Regions from separate parts of the Zea mays genome. Here region 1 is linked to region 2. The links are chromatin contacts, called in public Hi-C maps. All regions are on one chromosome and are shown on one strand. Each heading gives the region's core, a stretch centred on a gene start, on an enhancer-like site or on the middle of the called end of the contact. The rest is flanking DNA. Distances are from core to core; before and after follow the strand shown. Region 1 holds the start of LOC100280667. Region 2 holds the start of LOC100191615.

Evidence for each region. Hi-C and Micro-C count contacts between places; a contact is called where the count stands out from the background.
Region 1: a Hi-C map of leaf shows a contact between it and region 2, with 4 times the contacts expected there. The contact joins the promoter of LOC100280667 here to the promoter of LOC100191615 in region 2. A contact is called at or near these places in 2 of 25 Hi-C or Micro-C datasets (leaf and leaf mesophyll).

The regions. Positions count from the first base shown.
Region 1 is chr7:138,935,685-138,940,026 of Zm-B73-REFERENCE-NAM-5.0, reverse strand. LOC100280667 reads right to left here and starts at 2,992. Exons shown (of 4, transcript NM_001367137.1): 1 at 2,461-2,992; 2 at 1,917-2,352; 3 at 1,677-1,832; 4 at 154-1,534. The coding sequence starts at 2,889. The coding sequence ends at 288.
Region 2 is chr7:138,758,224-138,762,496 of Zm-B73-REFERENCE-NAM-5.0, reverse strand. It overlaps LOC100191615, which reads left to right and starts at 1,925. Exons shown (of 2, transcript NM_001137044.1): 1 at 1,925-2,285; 2 at 3,424-3,834. The coding sequence starts at 2,106. The coding sequence ends at 3,597. LOC103632938 (AT-hook motif nuclear-localized protein 10) reads left to right here. Exons shown (of 6, transcript XM_020541426.2): 4 at 283-414; 5 at 634-795; 6 at 941-1,552. The coding sequence ends at 1,222.

The sequences.
Region 1 (4,342 bases), core at 1,743-4,242, 180 kb before region 2:
TCCCACATATATACTGCGGTCACGAATGTTTGTCTCTGCTTAATATACTTGTGCTAGCCAGTTCTTTAGACTTGCAAATTGCACCAATGCGCATGCATTGCACTGGATACCACAGTTTTCCATGGCTACATATGAGCAACAAAGTCTCAGTTTCTCAGAGAAAGCTTTGCGTCTTTGTTTTATTCATGTTGGTAATGTAAAACTGGAATTGTACCGCCAAGAAAATGTACAGTCTCTATCTGTTATATACATATGGAATGAGGTAAATATAATTTCATTTACAGTAGCTAACGTCCTGATTCCAAGCCCATGGCAGCTCTCTTTGTAATGCTGAAATTCCCAGTGTTAGCGGTGGAGTTGGCTGTAGACGGCTCTCCAATTGCAATGATGAAATTCCCAGTAGTAGCGGTCGAGTTAGTTGTAGTAGACGGCTCTCCAAGCAACCTGTCCAATTCTTCAGGATCCTCATGTGCCCATGGATGCTTCATGATCTTCCTCAACCTACCAAGCTTATCTGCAACCTCCTTCATCGTCGGCCTATTCACACCACTCATCTCTAAGCACTGTCTCGCCAGCTCTGCGATCTCCTCAAGGTACTCGATGCTCTCACTGTTCTTGATCTGATCGTCTAGGATGTCCTCAAGCCTGTTCTCCTTCATCGCGTACAAGAACCTCATGGAGAGACTCCTGTCCTGCTCAGACCCTTGGAGGTCGAACGCCTTCTTGCCCGTGAGCAGCTCCAGGAGAACGACCCCAAAGCTGTACACATCGCTCTTGTCCGTCAACTCGTACGTCTGCATGTACTCCGGGTCAAGGTACCCGCACGTGCCTTGCACAACGGTGACGAACTGCGACTTGTCGTTCGGCGCCAGAATGGACGCGCCGAAGTCGGAGACCTTGGCCGCGTAGTCGCCGTCTAGGAGGATGTTGGTGGACTTGACGTCGCCGTGGAGGATCGGCGGGGACGCGCAGGAGTGGAGGTAGGCCAGCGCCTCGGCGGACTCGTAGGCGATCCTGAGGCGGGTGTCCAGCGAGACGCGCTGGCCGTGGTCGCCGTGGATGAGGTCGAACAGCGTGCCGTTCGGGACGAACTCGTAGACGAGAATGGGGACTTCCACCTCGAGGCAGCAGCCGAGGAGCTTCACGATGTTCCTGTGGTTGACCTGGGACAGGATGAGCATCTCCTTGCCGAACTCTTTCTTCTGCTGCTCGTCGATGGTCATGCATCTCTTCACGGCTATCTCGGTGGCGGTGCCGCTCTTCAGCACTCCCTTGTACACGGTCCCGTGGCCCCCGTGGCCAAGGACCCGCTGCGCGTCGAACCTGTCCGTGGCTTGCTGCAGCTCTTCCTCGGAGAAGATCGTGAACGCGGCGGCGCCCTGCTGGTGGTGCTGCGACTTCAGTTCCTCGAACAGGAGCAGGCCGCCGTGCCGCCGGAAGTAGCTCTGCTTGACGCGGTGCAGCTTTCGCCGTTCTCGGACCAGGTATGCGCAGGTAACGCCGATCACGAGAGTCACCAGCCCAACACTTGCGCCTGCAATGCATCACGATTTTCCTAACGAAGGTTACTTATTACTCCTTCTGTAAACACCCGGAAAGCATTGAAAAAGTGTAGGAAAAAAAAGCAGGTGCTCCCGGTAGGGAATTTTCCTAACGCAACTTGTGCAGCGACCTACCAACAACCGGCGCCATCCAAGTTGACCTCTGACTTTTCACGCAAACGCCATTGATCATGCTTCTTCCTCGTGGGCAGGAACATGTGAAATTCCCGAGTGTGTTTTTGCATATCCCAGCGCAGGGGTAGGTAGCACTGTCCAAGCACTCGTCAATATCTGAAAACCGCACGAAAAAATCGCATCGGTTTGTAACTTGTGCATGCATGGATATGGATGTCTGGGCGCGCAAGAGGAACGAACCTGCGCATCCATCTACGACGTACGGGTTGCCTTTGAATCCGCCGGAGCACCTGCAGCGGTAGCCGGCGGCATCGCTGTAGACGCAGTCGCTATGGTCGCTGACACACGCGTACGCAGTCTTGTTGGCTTTGGCTTCTTCGCACTTCTGCCGTGTGATTCCCCACTCCATCACGACCGGCGTCCTCCCGTCGTCGGAGTCGTACAACACCGTCGAGGTGAGGTAGGTGGAGCTGAAGCTGAAGGCCGCGCTCTCCATCACGGTGATGTAGTTGCAGGGTGTTTGCTTCCATATCTTGGTGGTGTTGTGCAGCGAGTTGAAGAAGCCTTGGTAAAACTGGACGCCCGGCGGGAGCTCCGCCTGGCAGCAGCCAGCGGTGCCGGAGCATGAGCCGTTCTTCAGTGGGCCGTCGCATGTCGACATGCAGCCGATTATGTACTGCAGTGTGTATGTATCACTATCAGCTAAGGCGCAGAGTTTGGCCGCACGAGAGAGAGAGGCCAAGAACACCAGGTACTGCTAGTGCTAACTGAGGAGTATACTTACAGAGTCGCTCTGCATGTAGGCCATACTATTGCACCCGAGGACGATGATCTTATTATCCTCTGCCGACAGAACGTAGGGCTCGCCGGTATAGTCGACCCACGCGTTGTTTTCGAACATGTCACCCGAGGATTGGTTGTAGCACTGCCGGGAGATGAAGTTCTTGAACCAGGCCTTGCCATCCTCCACGGAGATCTTGGTCACCTCCGAGTTCTTGTCGAGCAGCTTGGTGGCGCCATCCACGGTGGTGCAGTTGAGCCAAAAGCCCGCGTGGATCGCGCACTGCGGGTCCAGGCCGAACGGGTACGGGACGTCGATCTCGCCGCACCTCGTCGCGCAGCCGGGACTCCGCCCCGCCGCCGCCGCCGCCGCCGCGGCAAGCACCCATACGGCCGGAAGGCACGAGAGCAGGAGGAGCCATGAGGACTCCATGGCGGGCGACGGATGTCTGCCTGCTGCCGGTCAGATGTCCTTTCGACCTGGCTGTTGGCACTTGGCAAAAGGCTAAAAGCAGAGTGACATCGGCTAACACAATGTCTGTCGAAGTGTCGACGCAGGGGGGATGCCAAGGCGTCCTGGGGTTGGTTCCTTCGAGGGATCCTTCATCCTTCCGTCGCCGTAGTCATAATGACCAAGTCCTCTAGTTGAATAACGACAACGCGTCTCTGTACGGCACTATCAGGTATTTTTGTTATAAGAACAATGGGCCAACTCTCGTAAGAAAAGTATGTCAAAATGGTTGTCGCCTCAGAATGTCCGCTGTCAAGACATCAAGTTGTGTCAAAACATTTCGTGGAAAGGCAGTTACGGTATTATAGTTTGATGATATATTAATCTTGCGATTACTGGCATCTATTGCAGCATCGTGTTCAACTTCAAACCACAAGGTGCACAAGGATGCTCAGATTAAAAGGACATGTTTGGGAGGGCTTTGGCTTATGGAGGCCTCCCAAACAGTTTAAAAAAACGCTCCCAACAAAAACTACGGAGGAGTCGAAGTCATTTTTTGTAGAGAAAAGCCGAAGCTAAAAAATTGGCTCCGAGCGGCTCCTCCCTCACTCCCCTATCTAAACATTTTATTAAAAAATATTAGCTTCTATAGAAGAGTTGATCTTGAAGATAAGCCAAAACTAGAGTTACTTTTAGAGAAGCTGGTCAAACAACGCCTAAGTAGACTCTTTCATTTTTAGATTTAAAAATATTCGAAATTTAATTATACACTCTAGAACTAAAACAAATATATGAATGAGTACCTGCCGCCCTATCCATACATGGCAGAGACTTAATTATAATTTTTTTTAACTTTTTTCAAGAAAGAATCTATCTGCAACCAGAGTAAGGGTATGTTTGGTTTAGCTTTTGTCTTTGGCTTTTGCCCTTAAAAGCTAAAAGCAAAACCAAAAGGTTGAATCTGGAAAGTTGCTTTTTCGAAAAGCCGACTTTTTTATAGTGCAAAATTAAAAGCACCTCTGGACATGTTTTTAGCGGCTTTCAGATGAAACTGTGAAAATATATATAGAAAAAATTTTAGTGCCTTTTAGTGGTTTCCACCAAACAGTTTTAAACTTTTTAGCAGTTCGTAGCCAATAGCAACTTTTTTTCACAACTCACAGCACATAACAGCTTTTTTCACAGCCACAGCCCAACGAAACAGACCCTAAAAGCGGCAGGCCCCTTCTCAGCAGTCATACGACACATATGCATGCATGCAGATGCAATGCATATGTTCAGTCCTACATTAGTATCTGTTTTAGCTATTGATTATTATGTCAGAATGGATGATTATAAACCTAAACTCATATATAAAACACATATATCAATTATTTTATAAATTTATTAAAAATATAAAACGGATTTTAATTTGGAATAGAGACATACTAACAAC
Region 2 (4,273 bases), core at 676-3,175:
CAGAATTTGTGTTATAATGCTGAATCTTCCACTGTGACTTGTGGTTGAGGCTTAAGCTTAAGTTAGTAGAGAGCCAGTGCAGTATTGACAGCTTACCGGCTTGATCACCACTCACTAGCTTCTGTTTATTACTATAAGTCCATTGGACATCTGTCTGTTATTTCCGCCAAAATTATCAGCATTCAGGATGGTTAGGCTTCTTACCATTTTGTAGGAGAAATTGCATTCTTTTTATAACCTTTATCAGCTCACTGCTGTAAGTGGCTTGTTTTTTTTTTACAGGACGTATCGGCAAAGATCATGTCGTTCCCTCAGAACGGGACACGCGCGGTTTGCGTCCTTTCAGCGAATGGCATCGTATCCAATGTGACGCTTCGGCAGTCTGCTACTTCAGGTGGAACGGTGACACACGAGGTTCGTATTAACTGTCACAAGCTCATCACTATATACACTTGATACAAATAGCTAGCTCGACTGCTCGAGTACTCTACGGCCAGGTATAATTAGTGAGTGATTCAGAAGAGTGATCTTACTGATGTTTATTGTCCACTACGAGTTATCACTGTCGCTGGTGTTTTGTGCTGCGTAGTAGGTGACGATGGAAACTAAAATTTTGTTTCCTGCACTGCGCAGGGTCGTTTCGAGATACTGTCTCTGTCCGGGTCGTTTCTTCTGTCAGAGGATGGTGGCCATCGCAGTCGAACCGGTGGGCTCAGCGTTTCGCTAGCAGGCCCCGACGGCCGTGTCCTGGGTGGCAGTGTCGCCGGACTTCTGACAGCTGCTTCACCGGTGCAGGTCTGCAGGCTGCAGCTGTTCTCTTGATCCTGCTGAAATATGTCGTCGACCGTTTCTCCTTGTATTTCCTTTCGACGCATTCATTGCCTTCCTCCGGTTGCGCCGTGATCAGTGACTGACCACCATTGTTGTCTGTACTGTGCAGATCGTAGTGGGGACCTTCGACGCCGATGGAGAGAAGAAGCCGAAGCAGCAGCAGCAGCAGCTTGCTCCGTCACCGCCAGACCCGTCACCGGCGCCACTAAAGCTCGCGCCGACGGGCGTGGCGGCAGGGCCGAGCAGCCCGCCGTCCAGAGGCACATTGAGCCTGAGCGAGTCATCCGGCGGCGCCCCGAGCCCGCCGCACGCAGGGGCCAGTGGCGGCGGCGGCGGCGGCTATGGGCAGCAGCAGCAGCCAGTGGGCTTCCCCGGCCTGTCCTGGAAATGACGACCCCGGACACCGTCTGACCATGGTAAAACTGGTAGAAGCAACAAAGATGCGTGAGGAACAGATGAAGGCCGAAGCTCACTCAGGGAGAAGCAGCGCTGCAGCAGTAGCTTGTAGGTGGTGTCAAGATTGTAGCTCTTGCTATCAGTGTTAATCGTTCATTGTCAGGTGGTTGCTTATTGTCGTCTGCAACTGATGCCGTGTACTCCCCGATGCAGCATGTCGGTATCTGACTACTGAATTTGAGACGGCTTCTCTCGGATGTTTTCTCATAATCTGTGTTGCACTGCAAATATCAAACACCAAAGGTTATGGATAAGTTTCTAATAAGATTGGAAAGATGTAAACCAAATCCAGAAAAAATATTTCTCTCCCGGAAAAAAAACACGATCCTAAGTGCTAGTTTTTGTAAACCCTATTTTTAAAAAAAAATATTTTATCAAAAAAAAAATAATTATTTTTATTTGGGAAATTGAAAATCTCATGAAAAAATGGGGTTTCCGCCCTAAATGTTTACTTTATGAGCGCGCGTAACGTGTGCTCTCACCGTGAGATGACCGCGCGTCTCACCTCACACATGACACATGTAATTGCTTGAAAATCTATGGCTCACACATGACACATGTAATTGCTTGAAAATCTATGGTTTAGAAAGAGGGAATCAGGGAAGTGAACTAGCGGTCCACGATACTCCGACGCCCACTTTGCTACCTCGGAACCCTAGCCGCCGCCCATGGATATCGCCGGAGACCGGCGCCGGTAGCGATACGCAAAAGGAGTGGTACGTTCTTTGACCTTGTTTATTGCTGCGCCCGAGGCGTGTGGCGCGGGGGGAGCAGGAAGGAGAGGGGAAGAACAGAAGGGGAAGGCGGGCGGGGCCGCGATGTCGGTGCGGATCAAGGCGGTTGTAGACCGGTTCGTGAAGGAGCTGCAGGAGGCGCTGGACGCGGACATCCAAGACCGCGTCATGAAGGAGCGCGAGATGCAGAGCTACATCGAGGAGCGCGAGCGCGAGGTCGCCGAGCGGGAGGCCGCCTGGAAGGCCGAGCTATCCCGTCGCGAGGTAATCGTCGCAGTTTCTTTTTTTTTTCTTTTTTACTTCCGTCTGTCCTGGTGTTGAAACAATCAGTGCGCGCTGCTCCTGCTTGCGTGCTGTACTTGCCGTCGATGAGTTAGCCGATGTTACCCAATGTCGACACATTTTCAGGTTTGTTGAGATTTATGCTCCAAGGTGCAAGCCGGAATTGTCAGTTCGGGAATCAGAATTCAGTTACATTTAGGTGAAACCCGTAGCGGGTTTTGGTGCCAGTAGGGGAAATTGGAGAGGAAACGAGGAGTGTTTAGAAGGCAGAAATGGGAGCCGCTAACAACAAGGATGAATTCACAGGGAAATTTGGGTTCGCAAAGTGGAAGTGGAGGCTTGGTAATTGGTGGGGTGTGATTGATGAGTGGTGGCACCAAGGAGAGAGGTGTTGGGTGGGGTTAGTTCTTGGAGTAGAAAGTGTATATGGGTGAGGAGATCAAATTCATATACCGGGTGGCAGGTCAACCACAACTCCATAAGAATAGGAGACGTCTAGATCAGAATCCAAATGGCCCAAATTTCATTTTGCTGTGCTTTGCCTTGCCCGTCTTGCTTCACTTATGGAAGCTTGCACACATTTGGCCTGTTTCTTATTACGTGTTCAGTAGCCATGAGTTAATGTAGTTAACTAGTTATGTCTTTACTATGTCTCATTTCTCTCAGTCAATGATGGTCTGGCCAGCAATGCAGTTCTTGACTCATGCTATGTTATGTACAAGTGCTCATATGTTGGGCTATGGTTGAATCAATAACTCTCATTATACGGAAGGCTTAATTTGAAGTGCTTGATATGGAATGACTTAGTTCAAACTGTAACACGGTATTTTATATACAAAGCAAGTGCTTAGTCACTTGGTACTAGATCATCATCATTAACACCTGTAGTATTGAAGCGAGAACAGTAAAGCCGGTTCTCTTTTGCCTAATTAGGAGCAAAATTAGTTGATGGTCGTGCCAGGTCAGTTTTCTTTAAATGTATTAGAAGACTTAGAGCGAGCAGTATGCATTTGGGTAGGATCTTCCTGATGGATGAAAGTCAAGCATGTCTCCGATCATCACTATTAACTGTAATTAGGGACCTGCAACATGACTTGTGTTCCAATCCTGTTCTGTACAGGCCGAGATCGCACGGCAAGAAGCCAGGCTGAAGATGGAAAAGGAGAATTTAGAGAAGGAAAAAAGCGTCCTCATGGGAACAGCATCGAGCCAAGACAACCAAGATGGAGCCCTTGAGATCACTGTCAGTGGTGAGAAGTACAGGTGCCTCCGCTTCTCCAAGGCGAAGAAATGAGAAATGGACTGGCACTGAACTGGACCAACACATGCTCTGTAGTCAGCTAAATCTAGCCACCTAGTCTTGCAAGACCCTTATTTTGATTCAAATTGCATTCTCTTTTCTTGTACAGGAAATCCTGGAATGCCGTTAATAGAATAGCGGATACTTATGCCAGGACTGTCTTGTTTATAAAAAAACCGGGCTGCTAGAGCAGCTGCAATGGGGAGTTAATGATGACTGAAGGTTGTTGACAGTTGTGATGTCCTGTTCTTGCTGATATGTTTACAGATCAGCTCAATGCTGGCTCTAAAATATGAGTTCAGAGTTGGTATAAATGGACAGGTGCTCTGCAATGGCCTGGATGGTCTATCAGATTTTGCCGTCGTTCGAGCTGATTGGATTGAGCTGTCAACAACCTTTAAACATCCCTGAGAACTTATATAAACAAAGGGGAATCGCCCTTCTCAACAGCTGGTTTGGAAATTGGAACTGGCGCTCGCAATTCGTTTCACCAGATGCAATCAAACGGCCTCTGGTTTGTCGTCCCAATTTATTGTCGTCTCCGTCTGAGAACTATGCCAATCACGTCATCTAGGAAAACAGATCATGTTTTTGCCGAACTATGTCGATCATCTAGGAAAACGCCAATACTGTTTATATTATAGGAGTGTCGATCATGTTTCCGTCTGAA